Regions from separate parts of the Gossypium hirsutum genome. Here region 2 is linked to region 1. Evidence: chromatin contacts called from public Hi-C data. All regions are on one chromosome and are shown on one strand. Each heading gives the region's core, a stretch centred on a gene start, on an enhancer-like site or on the middle of the called end of the contact. The rest is flanking DNA. Distances are from core to core; before and after follow the strand shown. Region 1 holds the start of LOC107952346 (dnAJ-like protein slr0093). Region 2 holds the start of LOC107950612.

Region 1 (3,555 bases), core at 620-3,119:
ACTATTAAAGAAATTACCACGCAATACAGCATTAACACTAATCTATAAAAAAAAAAATTACATTAACAGTCATCCCCATTCCTATAAACAAAGGGAAAGGAAGAGTGGGAAGGGGGGGAGGGGAGGAAGTGCTACTATGAAAATATATGTATAAATGAACTAATAAAACCAGGAGCCACCTGGCAATCCATGTATTCATGTCACGTTTGTACTATTTTCCCATGCCATAACTCGTAATTGTGCTTAAGGTGTTATATATTCATAAAAAATTGACACATTAACGATTTGCGGTTAATAGAATGACACATTCATGCATTTATGTGGTGTTTGTAATTTTTTTCGTGTTGTGCCATGTTTCATATATTTCTCCCATGTTTTGTGGAAATTGCCAAGTCTAGAAAAGCATTAAAGTATTTCAATTGATGAAAGGAATTTCTACTGCAGCTTTACATCACAGGCAACAATCAATGTGAAGGATAAGAAAAGACATAATCAATGCAAGTATTATCATCAGAAGACCCAATGCAATGCATTTATACTAAAATGAATATTCACCAGCAACTTTTAATGGCTACTGCCTCAAGACATTCTCTAAACCAACAAAGCAATAAAGAACACACACAAATGTAGCGTACAAAGTTTACTTTTGAGGTAAATGTAAACATGTTTACCACCACATGCTGTTGCAATACGATAGTACTCTCTATTCAGCAATGAGTCTAGTAAAAGATTGCAGAAAACTATATAGCACCACTTTTTCTAGATTTAAGTCACTGAAAAAACTCAATAGTTTCCCTCAAAAAAGTAATCTATAAACTATGTTACTCGGAATAGAGTGTGAGAGTGTGACGCGGTTATGGTTAGACCTTTCTAAGGTTTTCCATCTATTTGAAGGATCTTAGAGGTTATATCCCACTTCCATGAGTCGGACACGAGTGTTAGACATGGGTACTTCAAGAAGAATGAAGAGTTTGAGCAACATAGCCTATAAATGCATTGCAAAAACAACTTTCACAAACTTAATTTTTTACACAATGCACTGACCAAATAATTAGGAATTTCACATCCACGTAATACCATAGAAAGGTAGAATTTGTTACTTGCTATCATTTTACATAAGAAAGTGAATCTCATTCATGATAATCAAACAAAATAAGAAATGGTGTAATGCTTTTCCACACCTTAATTTCCAAGAAAAAGAAATTGCTAACTTAGACTCAATCTATGACAAAATGTAAATAGACAATTCCTAAAAAAAAAAAATGGAAATGATACTCTAATGAATTCGACCAATCCATTAGCATTTTCTTCTTCCCATAAAGTAAACAAACCCATCATAATTTTTCCCCCTTCTAATTTTTCACTTTTTCCTTTGAGCATTTAACTTTGCTCTCCAACTCCATTAAAGAGTATTTGGATGAATAAAAAGCTATGCCACTAAGTCAAATACATATTTTGGAAGTCAAAAGTTCCATCAAAACTAAAACTTGGAAAAGAAAAAGAAAAAACAAAGAATACCTTAGAAGTGGAATTATCATTGCCTTCCATCTGCAAATATAATGAGATTGCTAAGCTGAAGCCTCATAATAATTTTTTCAGAATTTTCAATGCTAGAAAAAGAAAGGGAATTGGGAATATTTTTTTGGAGAGATTTTTTTTAAGGAGAGGTTATTCGGATGCCACAAGTTTGAATATGGAACTGGGACTTATCTCAATGCTTGTAGCCTGAAACAAAAATATTGGGAATCTGGTACGTGCAGTGCACGCGTCGACCAAAGACAGGAACCTCAAATCTAGAGAGGTAGGTGAAGAAATTTTGAGGATTTTTGGATTATTTTTGAAAACCCAAATTAAGGAAGAAGGATGAATAGAACTATTTTCTAATGGATAAAATAATATTTAATTTAAGAGTAATTTCTCCGTAATTTTTTACACTTCACATGGAATGTGGATCTCTAAAGTATTGAATTTTTTTATTTTATTGGAATAATAATTTTCAATTTTTTAATTTTAATTTAGATGATTGAAAATAGCTTTCAGAAAATGATTTCAGGAAAATGAAATGATTTTTCTCTAAAAATTAATATATTTTTTTTATGTTTAGATGATTCTGTCTAAATTTTTTTTTGAAATTATTTTCTAAAAGTTATTTTTAGTGAAACAAACCCATTATAAATATATTTGTTACAAAATATTATATTAGAATCGAAATTTATTTTATAATAAAATAATATTTTAAAATGATTAATATCTTATATAAATTTAATAATAAACAATATCTAATTAAAACTTAATTTAAATTATATATATTACATATATGAGAATCAATGTAACACATTAAAGTTGGATGAAATAAATGAAGCTAAGCATAAATTAAACAAATACTCATTTTTATATTATTAATATTCACATTTCATACTATAAAACATTTATAAATTTTAATATATATTTATTATTAAAATATTAATATAAATATTTCAATAAGAATATTATTAATATTTTTAAAATTTTTAAAAATTAAAATAAATAAATAATAATATAATAATATTAAGTTTATTTTAATTATAAAAAAAATAAGATTATTCATAAAAGAACTCCTTTTTAATAATTTTTTAAAAGCGTAAATCAATTTTTTAAAAAGAGGTTTATTTTTCGTTGAATACAAGTCATTTTCTATTTATCAAGTTGTTTTCAATTAACCAAATTATTTTCCATAAAACAAATACGAGAAAATGTAAAAAATATTTCCATACATCATTTTCTGTGAAACAGATGTAACTTTAATACTAAATTTTCGAAAAGAATATTGAATATAATAAGGAGATATTTAAAAATATTAATTTATTTTTTAAAATTATATTTTGTTTTTTATTAAAAGGATGAAATATTCAAAATAATTATACTCAACTTTTATCCGAGAATATAAAAATAATATGAACTATTATGTTAATAAGACTAAAAATTATAAAATAAATAAAATGTTTTAAAAAATTAGAATTACAATAATCAAATAAAATAATTATATTTAGTACATATTTTTTAATCATATATCTAAAATTATATCTAATTATCTTATTATAAGAGTTGTGGTCACAATAGTTGAAACAACACGAAAGGAAACTTTGCACATTAATATTGTTAACGCAATTTGAATTTAATCTATGTCTACAAAACTTTACTCAAAAGACTAATTCACTGAGAAACACAATACAGAGAACAATGATTTAAGCCCAACCTTTTTTTTTTTAAGTTGCAACTTCACCTTTGCACATTTAAGGTCCTGTTTGTTTAATTAAAAATGACTTTAAAAAAGATTTTTAGAAAATGACTTACTTTTCTGGAAAAATTAATATTTTTTGGTGTTTGGATGAATCTATGTAAAATATTTTATTTTGTTTGACATATTTCTTAAAATTATTTCATAAAAGTTGTTTTTAATGAAACAAACATATATTTGAGATTTTCTTATTTTTTCATTGTTTAATTGAGTTTATTTTATACCTATAAAATTTTATTTTACATTGTTTTTGCATATATTAAGAATATTTTGTTAAA
Region 2 (3,513 bases), core at 330-2,829, 180 kb after region 1:
CTTGTAGTTGCTTTACTTTCTATATTTTCAGAGTAAGAATCATGACTCGAATTGACACTCAGTAAATTGCTTGCTTCACTGTGGGTATGCTGTAAGCTGTCATTTGTTTTATCCTCATTGATAGAATATTGAGTTGCCACAGCAACACTATCAGTTTCATCAGAAAACTCACTCCTCTTCGATCCCATTTGAGATATACTAAGATGCATACACGATGAACAAGGAGCAGAGAACACGTTGCAGGTTCCAGATTCTGCTTTTGTATGAACCTTTTGACTCAGGGAACGCCTAACTAATCTTTTCACAGTTTTTGGTGGTACCTATGAAAAAAAGGCAGAATTAAGTAAAAAAAAATAGAAATAAGCAGAAAGCTAGATATCTATGCCTTTAAACAGACATGTACTTTTCATCCAAATAAAAAATAATTAATCTTATCCAACAAATCTAATAGCAAAAGTTCTACTTTGGCAAAAGAAAGAGGTGTATTTGCAAGAAAATGAGCTCGATAGCTAGAGATTGTCTAGAAAGGTAAAACAAGGAATAAAATAAAGCACCAATCCAATCCCTAATGATTCTAAGAACCATCTAAAATAGCGGGTTCGTTTAAGATAAGGATGGGTTCTGGATAAACAACAGGCAACTTGAGATGCATACAAATAGAACAAGCAATAATCAAAATACAAAGAGAAAAGACCGTTACAAATAAGACATAATAAATAATAATTTCCATAGTCCATTTATATCTCTTGATATATAGGTTTTAAATACATGGATTTTTGAAGGTTTTGAAATCAGAGAACATCATTACATACATTAATGCAACCCAACATCAATCTAACTGTTACTCAAAGCATCATTTTTTATTTGATACCTCTTTGGACAAGAAATGTAAGAGTATGACCCTTGAAGAGGCGGACAGGCTAAGAAGCGTATGATCTTAAGCTATTTGACAGGCCCATCAATGAGACCATGCAGAAGCCATTCTGTAGGACTGCATTGAGAAATTTTTTCTGCCTCATCTTTTCCTTCAGTCCTTTTACATGTTTTCTGTTTAACTTTCTGATATGTTTTTATCAAACTTCAGCAATCAAATTATATGCAGCCTATATTTACTTTGTGGAACATAACTTTCGTTTAGTAAGACTTCCCCTTCATATCATGTCCTAATAACAATGACATATATTAATAAATATAACCTTACGCAAATCCCATCCTCTAAGTCAACTTGCAGTTGCAATCACAGATTCTCCAACCTAGCATCATACATAGTGCTTAATATTAAAACTTTACCATAAAGACTCCTCTCATCTTCGTTACCCGGACTCGGCAATTTGGGGTGAAGTACCCGTGTCGACACGATCCGACACGGATTCCGACACGGGATACAGGTTAGATCCGGAAAAAACCAGCGGAGACGGCGGTGGGTGAGAACTGAGATGAGATGAGAAGAGAAGAGAAGGAAAGAACACTGATTTGCAGCGATGAGAGAGAGAGAGAGAAGAGGGATGATGGTAGGAGGAAGATGATGATAGAAGAAAGAGAAATGACTGTTCAAATAAATGAACCAAAAATTAGGGTGTAATAAATCTGTAACCTATATTTATATTTATATTTACACGAGTACTTTCAGAAAGAGACCATACCATTATATATAAGATATAATATTAAATTTAGCTTTACATATTTTTGTTAATTTGATATTTATTTTTTAATTAAATTTGATTTTTAATTTTTTTTCAAATTTAATCATTAATTTTTGAAAAATAGTTAAATTATTTTTAACAGAAATATTAACTAAAATATTAAATTTTTAAATATGATAATTTACATGTATTTCATGCTAATTTTTTAATTTTTATGAATTTTTTATATTTTTTATAATTTATATTTTTTATTTAAATATTTTATAATATTTAGATTATTTATTAATGTGGCATATATAGCATCATGTTAGCATGAAGTGGATCTGGTTTATTACATCAATATCATTAAAAAATTAATAAAAATTAATTTGACTTTTTTAAAAGATTAATAATTCAATTTAGCTCAAAAAAGAATAAAGATCAAATTAAAGAAAATGTAAATGTTCAGAGTTAAATTTATCACCATGCCTAAATATAATATAATAACAAGGTACACAAACATTTAGGATAAATTAAGTATTGAAAATTTAATTACTAAATTTAATATCTAAATTTTGTTTGATTATATTACTTAAAATTAATTTTAACCCTTGAATTTTTTTTAAAAATGATAATAATAACCAGAAAGAAATAAAAGTAATAAAAAAATCTAGAAAAATATAAAAATTATTAAAAATTTAAAAATATATAAAGAAAATATCAAAATTAATTAAAAAGTTAGAAAAAGAATATAAAAATATAAGAAAATTATTTAAAATATATACAAATTTTATTAAAAATTATAAAAAATTAAAAAATTCCTTTTGAATGTACTTTACTACATTTTATAATTTAAAGAAAGATAAAATTAATAAAGATGTAAAAATATAGAAAAAGTATAAAATTTATTAAAATATTGATTTTATTAAAATATAATTATTATAATTATTAAAAATATTTAAAAGTAATTGTACCATATTCCAACATTGTTTGAAGTTAAAGTTTCAGGATCCTTGATGGGTGTCGATGATCTCATGATATCAATGTCATTGCCAAAGCTTAGACCGCAAAAATAATAGTAGAGATGACGAAGAAGCAACAATTTTGAGCCACTCATTATTTTCATGATACTCTATTTTCCTACTGAGCTAATCTCTTTGTAACACCCACTCCCGACTTGATTGTCGAATCTAAGATGTAAAATGTCATATTTGTTGCCAAAACAACTACTATTTTATTTCAATATTTAATAGACAAGTCACACAAGTAATTTAGTTTCAAAACTTAGTAAAACACATTATTTATTTAGATCTGGGTTATAAGTGAACTTATGAAAGCTCTTATGAAACACCCATAATAAACGAGGGACTAAAACGTAAAAATTTCTAAATATGGAGGTAATGCCGCGACATTGAGAGAGGCATGCAGCAACTCTAAGGGCAAAAGCATGAGGCCGCCACTTCAATTAAGGCGAGTCACAACATCGAAGACAAAAACTTGATGTTGCAGCTTTAGTAGGGGAATGTTGCAACATTGAAAAGAAATAACTCAATGTCGTGACACCAACAGGGGAATGCCATGACTATGAAGACAAGTTCCCCCAAATATTGCATCCTTCATCACAAACCTACCAAGTACTAACCCTACTGATCTAAATGACCAAAAACTTAACACATCTCATTTTTAAGCATTAATTCAAATGCCAAATTACATTCTTGGTACACTTAAACAGCTTCTACTCGTGATCATATACATATTTACATTCATATTAAATTCAAACATGTTTATCATTTACTTTGGCATATAAACAACATTCCAAATTCAATTATAACATCATATACCTACTATTAACTTATCTGATAACCATCAAAGCTAACATTTCCAACCCTAA

Evidence for each region. A called contact is a pair of places that touch in the nucleus more often than the background predicts.
Region 2: a contact with region 1 is called in a Hi-C map of petal, with 5 times the contacts expected there. The contact joins the promoter of LOC107950612 here to the promoter of LOC107952346 in region 1. A contact is called at or near these places in 6 of 34 Hi-C or Micro-C datasets (anther, hypocotyl, leaf and 1 more).

The regions. Positions count from the first base shown.
Region 1 is chrD03:9,665,609-9,669,163 of Gossypium_hirsutum_v2.1, forward strand. It overlaps LOC107952346 (dnAJ-like protein slr0093), which reads right to left and starts at 1,870. Exons shown (of 6, transcript XM_041089727.1): 1 at 1,519-1,870. The coding sequence starts at 1,548.
Region 2 is chrD03:9,842,398-9,845,910 of Gossypium_hirsutum_v2.1, forward strand. LOC107950612 reads right to left here and starts at 1,580. Exons shown (of 12, transcript XM_016885492.2): 1 at 1,291-1,580; 2 at 1-320. The coding sequence starts at 1,308.